2 separate regions of the Hordeum vulgare genome follow, and region 2 is linked to region 1. Evidence: chromatin contacts called from public Hi-C data. All regions are on one chromosome and are shown on one strand. The core of a region is the stretch at or near the end of the contact, and the rest is flanking DNA. Distances in the headings are between cores, read along the strand shown.

Region 1 (7,511 bases), core at 4,008-6,507:
AGATTATATGTTAAACGATCCACGGAGGCTCTATGCACCTGGTCAGATATATCATATTTTGAAAGGACAAGTTTCAGGCACCCGTTTTTCTGGAGTGTTGATCTAGAAAGTCAAAGAGCTACTTGAGGGACCTGAAATATGACATTGTTGCTGTGCAACACTCTTTGTGTGTACCATTGTACTTGTAGGGGTAAAAGCCCGTTAATGGGTAATGGCACAGAGTTCTCACAAATTTCAGAATAAGTAGATAGAATATTATGCAGTTCAGTGGTGTCAAAAAGATTCATCTATATTCCCTAGTATCCTTCCTATGAGAACCTTCAAGTTGTCAGTATGCAGTTCACCTATTCAAACACTATTGATGACACAGCCCATACTAGTGGCTTACAGTGCCTAAAACTATTTGACACACTCATACTTTCTTCAGAATTTTGTTTCTCACTCAGATTACTAGTAGTTTTTTTTTTTTTTGTAATTGGAGACTTTCAATATTGTCATAAACAAAGTTCCTTGGTGAAATCCATGCAGGTGCGGATGATATCCCCCGGTGTTAAAAAACAGCTTTTCTGGTGGATGCATGGTCGATTTGAGCATGTGCTTCTCTCCTGTAATGCCACACTATTGTTTGGATCCAGCGTGAAGGTCAGAAAGCTTTGGATGTGAGTCTTGCGCTTGTACACAAAACAGATATATATATAATGTCATTGTTTTATAAACGCATCATGGCCTGCAGCAATTTCCAGAATTAAATAGTGGATAATAATATCATATCATATCATATCATGCTCATATGCCTGTGGACATGAACAGCTGATAATTAATTTGTGATTCCATCATGACTTATGAGCTTATAATTAACTTGATGAAACTTATGGCCGATGCTTGGACATATCTGAGCCATTAATTGCATTAAGTGTTGCGTCTGATTAACTCTTACCTTCTTACCTCCCATGTGGAAAGAGGGGGTTCAATAAAATGGCCGCATGCATCTTCCAGATGCAGAGGCCGAGGGTCATCCTCCTTTTCTAAAAGAATGTGAAAAGAGGGGGTAAGAGGGACCATGTTAAAATTGCTCATTGTAATGTACCATGATTTGTGAGCTGATAATTGACTCAAGTTGATGATATTGAAGACGATTGAGAATACATTGAGCACTCTTCTTTTCGCTAAAGAAACTTGGGTATCCTTGTGCAATGCCATGGCTGATCTTTGCTCTGTGAGGACTGAAGCCAGGTTTGAGGTACACCTCAGATACTGAAACTGCATGCTCTGTTTCTTCAGTGCAGTTCAGTCCAAGTCATGTGAGATCAGAGCGCGCCGCACCAAGCGGTGGCTGGAGTGACCGGTGATTGATTCGGTTCAGTCTGATCGGATCCTTGGAACATGTCATGTTATTATGACAGTGTGATGTTTGTATAAACTGTGGAAAGTCATGCACAATGTATCATATCGATCCTTGGATTAAGTGGCCTTCACAGGTGAAAAGGCACCAGTTGTGTCATGTTTCCTAGAAAAATATGGTATCTGGTTCAGATTAAAATGGTTCTCTTAATTTGCATACAGCCCCAACTTGAGAATGACCAGATATTAAAAGAAAACATATCGAAATACAAATATTGCAGCCAAATGGAGGCGATGTATGTTCTATACCATAAGAAAAATATAGAATTGAATTGGCCTGTAACCATCTTATGCACTAAAGAATACAAAATAGAGGTACAATCTGTGATCTGTTTGTTCATCATCAGTTAATAATAATAATGTTACAACAACACAAGCAGGGACTGAGCGCACACACACATACACTAGAATACAACAACAGGTAGCTGCCTCATCTTCCACTGGCAGAAAAACAGGCCCTCCCCCAACTCCCCATGACCTAACTTTATCCCCAATTTCATCTTTCTCCAGACTTTATTAGCCCAAGTCTTCGGCGCGGCGAACTAAAAAGTATCTAGCGCGAAAAAAATACGGATCAAGATTTTTCAGAGGAGCCAACCAGTAGCTCCTCCTCTTTGCTTCAATCTATGAGGGTGTGCACACCCTGCTTATAGCACACTAAGAGATCAGCACGCCAACCTTGCGCGCGAAATCATCGTCGTCCTCCAGATCATCGTCGTCTTCGTACTCCTGGTAGTCGTTTTCACCCTCGGCATTTGCGTCGTCAGCCGCCTCGTAGTCGTATTCTTCTTCTGCTGCTGTCTCTAGGTCTTCCTGCTGCCCCTCCTCTAGCTCTTCTTTGTCTGCATCGCCTGCAGCTTCTGCAGTGTTGTCATCAGCAGGAGACAGACCATCGTCGTCGTACATCACATCGTCTTCTGGGTGGAACTCTTCTTCTTCTTCAACATCCTCGGTGTTTGTATCGAGGATTCCAGAATTGTTCAGGGACTGTTCCACCTGACCTGCAACCTGTTCTTCCTGCATGCTGCCAGAATCGGCAGAAGCTGCCTCTCTTTTCCTCTTCAAGATGACACTCAATGGCTTCGGGCCGTCGAAGGGAACAGGGTCTGGTGAGTCCTTGGCAACTATCTCGGACGTCATACGGGCCGGTCGCGCAATGCGGTCAGCATTCTTGACGGTGTTTTCTCCTGAACTGTAAGCAACCTTCTTTGCTCTCAACTCTGCGAGGCTCTTTGGACCAGAAAAGTTCACCACTCCAGCATCCTCACCGCTGATTGCTTTTACCACTGAACTCTTCAGATTACCAGGAACATCCTCATTTGATCTAGCCTTTAGCCTATCGTGAAGCTTTGCTCGAAGGTCCGTTTGCTTTGGTGGAGACAATCTGTCTCTATGCCCTCTCTCTTTCTCTAGGTGTGGGTGTGGGCCAAGTCTGTCCAGTGATGTCTCCCCTGGAAGTTTTATCCGACCATGCAACCGAGAGCGTGAGAGGCTGTCGTGGGCAGTTCGTTCTTCTCCTCGACGGCGGAGATGGCTGTCGCGTTCATCCTCAGGATACCTTCTATCCCGCCTATCGGGGACCTCCGTCGATCTCGAATCATTCAGCCTTCTTTGCTTCAGTAGCCTGTGGCGCAAGTCTGAACTTTCTGCAGTCACAGGCATCGAGTCTCTCTGTGTAAGCCTTCTCTCTGAGACCAACCTGTCAGATGAGCTTCTGTGTGATGACCTTTCTAGTTCATAGCCACCATGTGCTTGCCTACGCACCCCACTGTTCTGCTCCCCGCTGGCACGCCGGTAACTACTATTGTGGCCTTCCTTGATCGACCGTTCGGCGTCGTCCTCGGCACTGCCGGCAAGCACACTGGAACCAGCAGAAGGCTCCCTGACAAACTCACCCGTCTCCATAACATTCTCAGCAGACTCGGCTTCAACCGATCGGTGAGGCTGGTAACTCTTTGCCGCACCCGAAAGCACATAAGGGTTATTATTCTGATTCTGGTAAATTCCTGACGAATGATAAGCCCTGTTTGTCGGATTTTGCTTCTGAGCTGGTCTGCCATTCTGAGCACCGGCTTTAAGCTCGCCATGTACGACGGGAGTGGTACTCTGCTGGGGTGAATTGTTCGCCTTCGTCCATGAGTTGGAGTTCTTCAGCTGCAAAGCAGGGTTTCCAGCAAACTGCGGCCCGTGTGAGAATGTGCAGAGGTTTCCTTTTGCACACATGCCTTTCTGAAAGTAGTAACACGGGACAACTGGCTTGGCCGTGCCATTGGGCGGAACGGCTTTAGCAGGCACAGGAACCTGCGGCGCAGGTTGTTGAGGTGCCCGCGGAGTCGCCGGTGCTCCGAGCATGTCGTCCAGCGGCTGAAATGAAAAGAAAGCACACTCGCTCGTTAATTATTAGTCGTAGCTGCCCGTGCATCCGGGTAAATGGTCACTATGTGTTTGTGCAGAGCAACCGTTGCCGGCCAGAAGAAAGTAAATTATACAAACATTTCATAGCATACAGCGTTGATTTGTTTAACTGAAGTACTCCCTCCGTCCGGAATTACTTATCACTAAAATATGTCTAGAGACATCCATTTCTATGACAAGTAATTCCGGAAGGAGGGGGTAGTAAACAAAGTGACTAGAAGTGCTGCAGCTCTGACTGAAGAGATGGAACAGAGGAGGCTGTACGTACCGGGTGCCTGAATGAACATTTAGCATTCGCGCAGTTGCCGTTGAACCAATACCAGCAGTCCCTGGGATTCACCCTGGCAGCGTCGCTGTGACGGTACTCGCACTCGCTCCCCTGGACGAAGTAAAAAAACAACAACGTGTCAGCAGTGCAAATCATATGCTGGTTAGGTTTACCATTGTGCTGAAATACGCAGCGATAACAATCATGGTGACCCAACTCGAGATTTATTTACGCTCCTCAAAGTTAAAAACCAAGGCATTATAGTTGGCCGCGTTGGTATTTGGGCAAGCCGAGAGTATGTTGGTGTGACAGTTGGAAGACTATATGGCAGTAACTAGAGTTTATGGAGAAGCAATGGTAGACCTCTGCGGGTGCACCGGTGTGCAGTAAGTAATAACTAGAGTAACGCATAGAGAAATTAAGCAAGATGCAGGTATAAACGGAGGCCGAAATAGCCACGGAAGCAAGATTCAGACAGAGGTATTGAGTGCGAAAACTAGGTTAGGTACAAATTAAGCAAGATTTAGAGAGCGTGCAGTGATGCCCAGGAAGCCCTAGTTTGTGGCGGCGGCAATTGAAGGGCGTGACTGCATCAGCTTGTGTTGAAGCAGCAGATCTCGGCTGAAACCGTCGGCACCGAGCTGGGCGGAAGGGCAAAACCAAATCCAAATCGTAGGCCGGGCGAATCGGCGAGGAGGGAGGGGGGGCGGGCGGGAAGAGGATGATAGGATAGGGTAGGATAAGGAGAGCCCTGCGGCCCAGATCGAGACCGCACCCAACGGCCCACCGCCAGCCAACCAATTGGCGGCGCGCGAGCGAGCTCGGGGAGAGAGGTGATGGAGGGAGGGCGGCGCGGCGAGGCGAATTATGCATGTATCCATGTATGGATGTGGAGGGGGCTGAGCGGAGCGGATGGGAGGGGAAGGAAGGAAGGAAGGAGTGGACGGGAGGTACCTTGTTGCAGGTCAACGGGGATGCGAGGTAGTAGATGCAGTCGGTGCCCCGGCGGCGGCGCGCCTCCTCCTCGTCGGCCGGCGCGTGCGTCGCCTGGGACTGGGCGGCGGCGGCGGCGGAATCCATCGCCGCGAGGTCGAGTCGAGGGAAGAAGCAGAGGAATGGTTGAGGCAGGACCTGGACCTGATTTATTATTTACCACAGCTGAAGGCAAGCTGAAGCTCAGCAGCTGAGCTCACTGACTTTGTTGGTCTGTGAGACGGGACGGCAGGATCTCATGTGAATCAACACTTTTGGGCATCATCATCCACAATTTTTTGTTTTCATCTTTTGGCTAGTAAATTCCGGAATCGACCTTTTTTTCAAAAGAACAAATAAATCTGACATTATTTTTAGTGTCCATGGTGATGCCTAAAATTTCAGCGGGCCTACACCATCAGCTGACCCGTTGACTCGCTCACGTGGCAAAACAACCACACGCCATGAATCTTTCCGTCTCTCATGCAAACCAGACGTCAGGAATGTTGGGTTCAACAAAACAGACCAGTTTTATTTATTTATTTCAAGTATAAGGTCGATTTCGAAAGTTGTTAGCATAAAAGGTCAAAACAAAAACAAAATCATCCCATCACCATTGCAATGCCACTCTGGACGCCGTTTCTTTCTTTTACATGTGACGTCACCCCCTAAAAATGCATCATCTCTACTCCTAATTAAGAAGTTGGGTAGCCTGATACACAAGTTTTTTTCGTAAGCGGGTTTTTTAGGGCCAAGCGAACCCACAGTGGTGCAAACTGTGCGGTTCGCATAGGGCCCAAAATTCGGAGGAGGAGGGGCACAAAAAATTAGATAGGCTTAATATTAGAAAAATAGCGCATTACTGGATCAGTGGGTCGCTGGTCGCTGCTCCTGAGCCGACGAGGGTCAAAGGCACAAGGCCATTGAGGCTCGAGCCGTCGAGCGATGATAGTTGTGTGGTTGTCGATGTCGCTTCGCTCAAAGAAAAAGGTCGAAGGCTCCGTTGTTTTCGGATCGGGATCAGTAGAGCACGGATATTGTAAAAAAGGAGTGTTGCGTCGCTGCCCGCTGTTTCTGGTTTCCATCTCGATCGTGATGTTGGCTATAGGTACTAGATCATCGCTCTTCTTGTCGGCTCGTCGCCTAGTCCCTCGTCCTCGTCTTTTCTTCTCGTGGTTCATGCGGTTGTGTCTTCGTTCCTGCCGCCGTTCCTTCCTCGCCTCCTTACCTCCTTTCTTAATTTTCAGATTTGTTGACGTCGTCATCTTATTAGATTATCAGTGACCGACTCCAGTCTAATTAGGTGATCGGACAGGACCCAAAAGTAGCTGAGTTAAATGGTTCGTCTAATTATCAAACATTGACACATGATCTTCAATTGATATGAATGTGGATGTTCAAATAAATATCAAGCAGGAGTCGAATAGGTATGACTTTTTTATATGTTCAGTTGTTATCCAAGACATTGTATTATATACATTATAACATTTTTTCTATGAGATACATATACATTATAATTGCTCGTTATTTTTTGGTAAAATAGGGCCTCAATTTTTAGTTTCGCACAGGGTCCAGATTTTGCCGACTCGACCTTTTTTTTGGTTTTTTCCATCCCACCTCCCACCATTCCCTCCGGCTGGTTTCCTTTTCTATTGGTTTATTTTTCTCTCTACTCTTTTCATTCAAATCAACACTTTCCTAACATATGAAAGAACACATATCTCACTTTTCTAAGTTGTCAAATCTCACTGATCTCTCTAATTAATGCAATTTGTTTTATAAAACAAATGATATTTTTTTCTTTCAAATCAACATTTTCCTAACATATGAAAGAACACAGATCTAGCTTTCCTAACTTATCCAATCCCACTGGTCTCTCTAATTAATGCAATTTGTTTTAGAAAACAAATAACCTCTTTTCTTTTAAATTAATATTTTCCAAACATACAAAAGAATACAGATCTAGCTTTCCTAACTTATCCAATCTCACTGGTCTATCTAATTAATGCAATTTATTTTAGGAAACAAATAGTCTCTTTTCTTTCAAATCAATACTTTCTTAACATACGAAAGAACACAGATCTAGCTTTCCTAACTTATCCAATCTCACTGATCTATCTAATTAATGCAATTTATTTTAGGAAACAAATAGTCTCTTTTCTTTCAAATCAATACTTTCCTAACAACACCAAACGAGGCATCACGTTAATCTTCCGAACACCTAAACCCTAAAACCCTAAAACCCAAAAATAATTTCATTCAAAAAAACCCAAAAATAAACAAAATCTGAAACTCTTTAGTCCCGGTCCGTGTAACGAACCGGGACTAAAGGGCCTGCCCCTGGGGTGCTACGAGGCGCCCACGTGGAGCACCTTTAGTCCCGGCTTGGAACAGAGCCGGAACTAAAGGTTAGGCCTTTAGTCCCGCCCCCTTTAGTCCCGGTTGGTGAACCGGG
Region 2 (7,663 bases), core at 431-2,930, 250 kb before region 1:
ATAGAGAGCCCAAGGTCGATATGCACCAGCATCGTACATGATGCTGCTCCTCCCTCCCCATAGTCCCGGGCTCATGCAAGAATGCAGCGTGCTCATCACTCCCGCCGCCACAAAGAGTGCCCAATTGTCCAGCTTCTCCACGGCTATCCACGTCGCGGGCTCGGTTGACATGTCGAGGCGGTGGAGCCTGGTTAAGCCGAGCATGAAAAGCATGTCACCACAAACCACCAGCCTTCCTCGCGTCGGCCTTCCATCCTCAGGCTTGGTTTTTATCTCCTGCAGACCAAGCTGAGGGGCCAGCTGCAGAGCGTAGGATCTCCCAACGCTATCCAAGACAATGAACTGACCATCGAATTCCACAAAATGGTCTGTTGGATGCTGATAAGGAGCCTGGAGTTCGGACCAAGAGTCATTTCCAACAGGCAAAACAAACAGGGAGGACTTGGCACTGACAAGGAGATGTGAGTTGGGTGATGCAAGGGGGGCTGTTAGAGTGCCCTTCAACATGGATGACCAGCATTTGGCACCGCATGGGAGACTTGGAGTCGAAACCTCGGCACCGGTGAACACATCAAAGATGTAACAACATCCGTAGGAGAAGTAGATGACATTACCATAGGAGGAGCCAATCAATGCCATCTTGTTTTCTATGGTGTCTACAGGAATCTGGCAGCGAAGGGAGGTGTTTGGGTTGGCTGGATCGATAACCACACATGTGTAAAGCTGATGGCAACCATTGGTAGCAGGAAGAAGAGGACCTTGTACACGAGCATGGGGCTGGACGAGGAGAGGTGGCAATTTTGTGCGGAGCATAGTTTTGGATGGGTACGAGGAGAAGGCAGCGCGCCAGGAGGGGCATGTTGCAGCAAAGCCAAGAATGTCTCGGAAGGATGCAAGCCGAGCAACAATGGAGTGAAGCAAGCCGTCCGGGAGGTCAGCCCAGCCTTGGGGTCCGGAAAAGGCAGGGGGGCAAGGGAGAGAGACAGCAGACCGTTTGTTGGGGCTCTGCATGATGTGCTGCTGATGCCAATCTCTGCAAGCAGCAAAGAAAAAAAAAATCAAGGCAGGCATATTAAATAGAACCATGGATAAGCAGATGATATTCTATTGGTAAGGTAAATATATGGAGTAGCAACGATTTTGTTTATTTGTGAAGATCAGGTGTACATTCATTCGGAACATAATAATAAGATAATCAGTCAACGGATGCTAGAATAAAAGCGACAAGTGCAGATCCCTAGCCAGGATGCGTTGAAATGTTGTTCAGATGCATTCTTATTTCTTGCAGCTTAAGATAATCAGGCCATTTCTTTCAGTTTCAGTTTGCCAAACATGGACTGAATCCGAGCCAATTCATCCATCCAGGATTGCCACAACCACCGTTCCAAATCGATTCACGGAGATGAGAAATAAGGGACGGACTGACCCAAAATAGCTAGGGTTTGGTCGTTCCAAATCGATTCACGGAGATGAGAAATAAGGGACGGACTGACCAAGATAGCTAGGGTTTGGTCCACCGGCGGGGGAGGGGATGTCGTACCTTGTGGACGGACGGGGAATGGGACGGCGACGCCGATGCGGTCGCCGGCTGTTGCGGCCGTCTTCTCCGGCGGCGGCGCCTCGCCGGGATCTGCTCCTCTTCTTGGCCGGGAGAGGGAGAGGGAGAGAGGTGTCTTCTCCAATCCTGAAGCTGAAGAAGGACACTTGCGGGTTCAGATAACCGACGGCTCAGATCCCATCAACCAAAAACTTGGTACATAGATCTAATATATACAACCTTTAACTTTAGTATAACATCCTCCCTCAATCTTAACTATGTCCTGAAATACAAAGCAAGTTAAGATTGCTGTTGTGAAAGCGGCTTTGTGAAGATGTGAGCAGGTTGATCCTTTGAAGAGATGAACTTAATATGAAGAAGCTTTCGTGCAACGCGTTTCCTTACAAAGTGATAGTCAACTTCAACGTGCTTGGTACGAGCATGAAAAACTGAATTACATGAAAGATATGTCGCATCAAAGAACGGGTGGCTGCTGTTGAGAGATACCTAACCCTCTCAAGAGAGACTGTAGCCAAATGAGCTCAGTCGTGGCATTGGCAACCGCCTTGTACTCTCCTTCAGTGCTACACCGAGATATTGTGGCCTGCTTGCGCGTACTCCAAGCGATCAAGTTATCCCCATAAAACACAGCATAGCCCCCCGTTGATCATCGGTCATCCGGGTTCCCAACCCAATCAACATCAGAGAAGGCCGAGAGGGCAGACGAAGAGGTAAACCGAATATGCAAGCCATAGGAGACGGTATGAGAGAGATAATGCAAGATACGCTTCATAGCTGACCAGTGTGAAGTCCGAGGAGCATGAAGATACTGGCACACGCGGTTAACCGCATAGGAGATGTCAGGCCGTGTAATGGTCAAGTACTGCAAAGCTCCAACAACACTTCGATACTCAGTAGCATCATCTGAAGGGAGCAAGTCACCATCCAAGGCAGATAACCGATCTGTTGCAGACATAGGGGTGGTAGCATGCTTGCAATGCAACATACCTGCATGGCGTAGCAGGTCCAAAGAGTACTTCTGCTGAGTGAGAGTCGGGCTAGCAGAAGACCGTGAAACCTCCAAGCCAAGAAAGTCATGGAGAGCCCCCAGATCCTTGACAGCAAAGTGACAACCAAGAGCAGATAGTAGACGATCCGCAACAGACACGAACGAGCTGATAAGAATAATGTCATCAACATAAACCAGCAGGTACATAGTCACCTCAGGACGATGAAACAGGAACAGAGACATGTCAGCAGTGGACAGAGTAAACCCAAGGTGTCAAAGAACCGCACCCAGTCGACCATGCCATGCACAGCCTGCTTGAGCCCATAAAGCTCCTTAGCAAGACGACACAAATCATGTGGATGAGCTGGATCAACAAAACCTGGAGGTTGCCGCATCTAAACTTTTTCCTCCAAGACCCCATGAACAAAAGCATTCTGAACATCAAGCTGGCACAGAGACCACCCCTCGGCAACAGCCAAGGACAGAATCAGATGAATAGTGGCAGGTTTAACAACTGGGCTGAAAGTATCCTCATAATCAAGACCATACCGTTGTTTAAACCCTTTGGCCAACAACTGTGCCTTGTAGCACTCAATGGAACCATCAGCATGCCGGGAGAGGGAGTAGGAGAGAGGTGTCGGCACCACTATTGAAGCTGAAGCAGCCTGTCTTCTCCAATACTGAAGTTGACGAACGACACTTGCGGGTTCAGATAGCCAACAACTCAGATCCCATCAAGCAAAAACTTGGTATATAGATCTAATATACAACGTTTAACTTTAGGGTAGTGCTAGGCGTCGGTCGACCGGTCCAAATTTGGTTTGGTCACGGTGCAGCCACCCGATTCCCTTGTATATAGTCGTTAGATTTGACCCTTTCCTCTCGTGTCATCTTCTTCCCTTCATTGCTTGTGAGAAAAAAGGAAATTTCGATGCTTCCCACGCATGGACCATCATACCCAGCATGCCGAGGGGCTCTACAGGTGATTATAAAGGTGCATTACAGGTATCTTCAAGGGTGCCTATTGGGTTGACGTGAATCGAGGCTCGAATTTGTCACTCCGTATGACGGAGAGGTGTCTCTGGACCCTCTAGGTAATACAACATCATAATAAAGCTTGCAAGCAATGTGAATAATGGGTTAGTTACGTGATCATGTATTACGGAACGAGCAAAAAAACTTTTCGATAACGAGATTGAACTAGGTATGGAGATACCGACGATCGAATCTCGGTATAGTAACATACCGCTGGACAAATGGACCTGCTTACGGGATTGAGTGAATCCTTGACATCGTGGTTCGACCGATAATGATCTTTGTGGAATATGTGGGAACCAATATGGGCATCTAGGTCCTCCTAATGTCTGTTGGCCGAAGAGGTGTCTCGGTCATTCTATATGATTCTCGAACTCGTAGGGTCTGCATGCTTAATGTTCGATGACGACATAGTAGTATCGAGATATATACATTGGTGACCGAATGTTGTCCGGAGTCCCAGATGAGATCCGGGACAGGGCGAGGAGCTTCGGAGTTAAAAAATTATATATGGGAAGACATATTCGGGTTCAAGAAAAGTGTCGGGTATTTCTGGTAGTGTACCAGAAGTGTGGAATGTGTTCTGGGGGTCAGCCGGGGACTCCACCCACCCTGAGGGCGCACATGGGCTGAAGAGGGAGGCCCACCAGCCCTCCTGGACTGGGTGCCCCTCCTCTAAAGGACCATGTCCCTGGTGGTAGGTGGTGGATGTACGTTGGAGGAGGAGTCTCTCCTAGGTGCCCACCTCCCATGTGGTAGGTGGATTCCTCCCTCAGCCGTCGGCCCTCCCTTGGAGGAAGGGCTAGGTCAGCAGCCCACCTACCCCTTCCTCCAATAAATAGAGGGGGAGAGGGAGAGCGGCTGCACCCAAGCCTTTGGCGCAACCCTCCCTCTTTCTCCCTACTCTGTTTTCTTCTCCGACCGCACTTTCGGTAGTGCTTGATGAAGCCCAGCCGAGATAGCACCACCGACATCGGCGCCACGCCATCGTGCTGCCGAAGATCCCATCTACTACTTCGCCCTTGCTTGTCGAATTGAGGAGGCAGAGACGTCATCGAGTTGCACATGTTTTGAATGCTGAGGTGTCATCGTTCGGCGCTAGATCGGGACGGATTGCGATTGGATCATGAAGAGGTATGACTACATCAACCATGTTATATACGTTTTCGCTTAACAATCTACAAGGGTACGTAGACACACTCACCCTCTCATTTATATACATCTTCATAAATAGATCTTGGGTGTTCGTAGTAACTTTTTTATTTCCCATGCAACGTTCCTCAACAACTCCGTTGATGCGTGAGATGCTAGAACCCGGTACAAGATCGGATTGGCACGTAGGTTTGCATTGTTCGTTGCTTCGACTACGGATGGTAAGTTCTCCTCCGACTTCTCCTCCGACTTCTTCACGGGATCATGCGGACGAGTTTTCCTTTTCCTCTATGATCAATGCTCGGGGAGCTCGTTTTCTATTTGTCACAGCGGTGGTGCTTTAGTTGCAACGACGCCGATTTTGGTGTTCCATCGACTTATGCGGACGCCTAGCACTAGAAGAAATTCGTTCAATCATGACACCCCATTTTGGTGAGTGGAAAGTCACTGTTATTGTTTTATGACCATTTTATGACCAAATTTAGGAGGTCAACAGTTGGCCGTCAAGAATGAAGAAACTTGACCTTTATAATATTTTGGTCATTAGATCTACGATGAAAATGTTTTGATCATTAAATGTATGACCAAAATTTTGGACATGGCCATGTGCCTAAACCACGTAGGATCTTACATGGCAAGATGACGTGGCACAGGTGAACCACATAGGATCTGACATGACATGCTGAGGTGTCGCTTGTGGTGACATGTAATCTGATATGGCATGGGGGGAGCAACTAGTTATGGAGCGCTCCCTCGCGAGCCTTTCAGCGATCGCTTCCGCGCGCCGCCACTTGGCGCGTTTTCAGCCGCTGCCACGTGTCGCGCTCTGAGCATTTCCTTCGGATTTTTTTTCCGCACGCGTTTTCGCTTTTCTTGAGTGGTTTTTAAAAAAAAAATTAGTGTTATGGTTTTTCACCGGTCTTTCGTAACTTTTGGACCAAAAAAATTTATTATTTTTCACAAAAAATCGTGTTTTTTTACGCGAATTTCTGTTTTTTTACGAGAGGCACGATTTTGCTTCAGCAAAAGGCACGGTTTTGCCTTCACGAGAGGCACAGCCGTGCCTCTCGAAAAGTAAAAAAACGCGTTTTCATTTTTTTTGCGAGAGGGACGGTTTTACTTTCATGAAAGGCACGGTTTTGCATTTGCGAAAGGCACACCCGTGCCTTTCGGAAAGGAAAAAAACGCGTTTTTTATGAGAGGCACGGTTTCGCTTCCGCGAAAGGCACGGTTTTGCCTTCGCGAGAGGCACGCCCGTGCCTCTCCCGAAAGGAAAAAAACGTGTTTTCTGTTTTTTTTTTGCTTTCGGGAGAGGCACGGTTTTGCTTCCGCGAAAGGCATGGTTTTGCCTTTGCGAGAGGCACGCCCGTGCCTCTGTCGAAAAGGGAAAAAATGCGTTTTTTGCTCTCTTTTTTTCCCGTGAGAGGCACGGTTTTGCTTCCGTGAAAGGCACGACCCGTGCCTCTCAGAAAGGAAAAAAAACGTGTTTTCTGTTTTTATTTTCTATCACGTGAGGCACGGTTCTTTCGTCCGGTTTTTTTCTTCCGGTTTTTTCATAAAAAAAAGTATGTCAAAACCTATCAACATGGGATCTAGTTTTGAAGATCTTGACGCAAGAAAGTCAACGGTGAAAACGGTTCGAGATTTGAACGCACGATTTACAAGATAAAACGTTTTGAAAATACGGATCTACGAAAAAGAGAAAACTCTCAAGTTGCGACAAGTGAAAGGTGTGATGATGAGAGTGCCACTTGTTACAACCTGTGATGATGAGAGTAATCGTTGGAAGGTGTATTCTTTAACTAGTGATTTCGCATGGCATGGTTTCCTTGATCAATTCTACATGGGCCACGCCTAATATTTTGGCCCATTTATTTTTATGGCCATAATCATTTCGACCCAATTATATGGTTCAAGCCCATTTGTTTTTACAGCCATAATCTGTTCAGTGCAATTATTTGGTCAAATAGTGTTTATAATCTATTCAGACCAATAATTTAGTTTACAGAGTCTAGTTGAATTAGTTCTTGGCCTTATTTTGCAAGGTTTGGATGCAGAAAAGTACGTTTCTAAGATAAGCCCATCAACTAATGAAATGTTAGCTAAACCGAATTATTTACGCACAAAACTAAAACAATTTACAATTGTACCGTATCACAGAAAATACAATAACATCATCCCTCAATTACAGGCTTGATGACTTAGTCTCAACACGGCCAACATGCACAGAAATAGCACCAATCTTGTACACGCCCCGAAGGGGAGGCACGCAGGGGCTTATCTGAAGACCTCTTGGGCTCATTGATTTGGTCAAGCGCCTCTCAATCATGTTTTCACCCTGAAACCCTGCGATAGGGATGAAGGGAAACTTGTCAGGATGGTAACCAATCTTCTTCATATTCTGTGCAAAAAGAACATATGTTCATTAGAACACCTTACATGCTCAAACCAGTCAAAACAGTTGGATACTGAACAAAAGTAGAACTCGTCAATGTAAGTTTAGACTGATACAAGTAAAACATACTCAGATGAAACTGTAGTTAATATGATTTGTAATGCAGTAGTGACAAAACAGGACGGAATAGCCCAAAACTGCGAGTTTTCACGAGTTCCACGTAACCGGACCCCGGGGTTCCTATAACGTTCGAATCTCAGCGGGACCAAAAATAAGTGAGTTATTGCATACAAAACTGGCCGGAATAGGCCAAAACTGCAAGTTTTCACGAGTTCCACGTAACCGGACCCCGGGGTTCCCGTAACGTTCGGATCGCAGCAGGACAGAAAATCAGTGAGTAATAGCGTACAAAACTGCCGTGAATAAACCAAAACTGCGAGTTTTGATGAGTTCCCCGTAACCGGACCCCGGGGTTCCCGAAACGTTCGGATCACAACGGGAACCAAAATCAGTGAGTAATAGTACAAAACAGGCC

What was found. Hi-C and Micro-C count contacts between places; a contact is called where the count stands out from the background.
Region 2: a Hi-C map of an unstated tissue shows a contact between it and region 1, with 6 times the contacts expected there. The contact joins the promoter of LOC123401257 here to the promoter of LOC123401242 in region 1. A contact is called at or near these places in 2 of 6 Hi-C or Micro-C datasets (seedling and an unstated tissue).

What each region holds. Positions count from the first base shown.
Region 1 is chr6H:560,234,332-560,241,842 of MorexV3_pseudomolecules_assembly, reverse strand. It overlaps LOC123401242 (zinc finger CCCH domain-containing protein 19-like), which reads right to left and starts at 5,257. Exons shown (of 3, transcript XM_045094992.1): 1 at 5,039-5,257; 2 at 4,085-4,195; 3 at 1,674-3,765. The coding sequence starts at 5,164. The coding sequence ends at 2,059.
Region 2 is chr6H:560,479,399-560,487,061 of MorexV3_pseudomolecules_assembly, reverse strand. It overlaps LOC123401257, which reads right to left and starts at 1,680. Exons shown (of 2, transcript XM_045095005.1): 1 at 1,541-1,680; 2 at 1-1,033. The coding sequence starts at 1,011.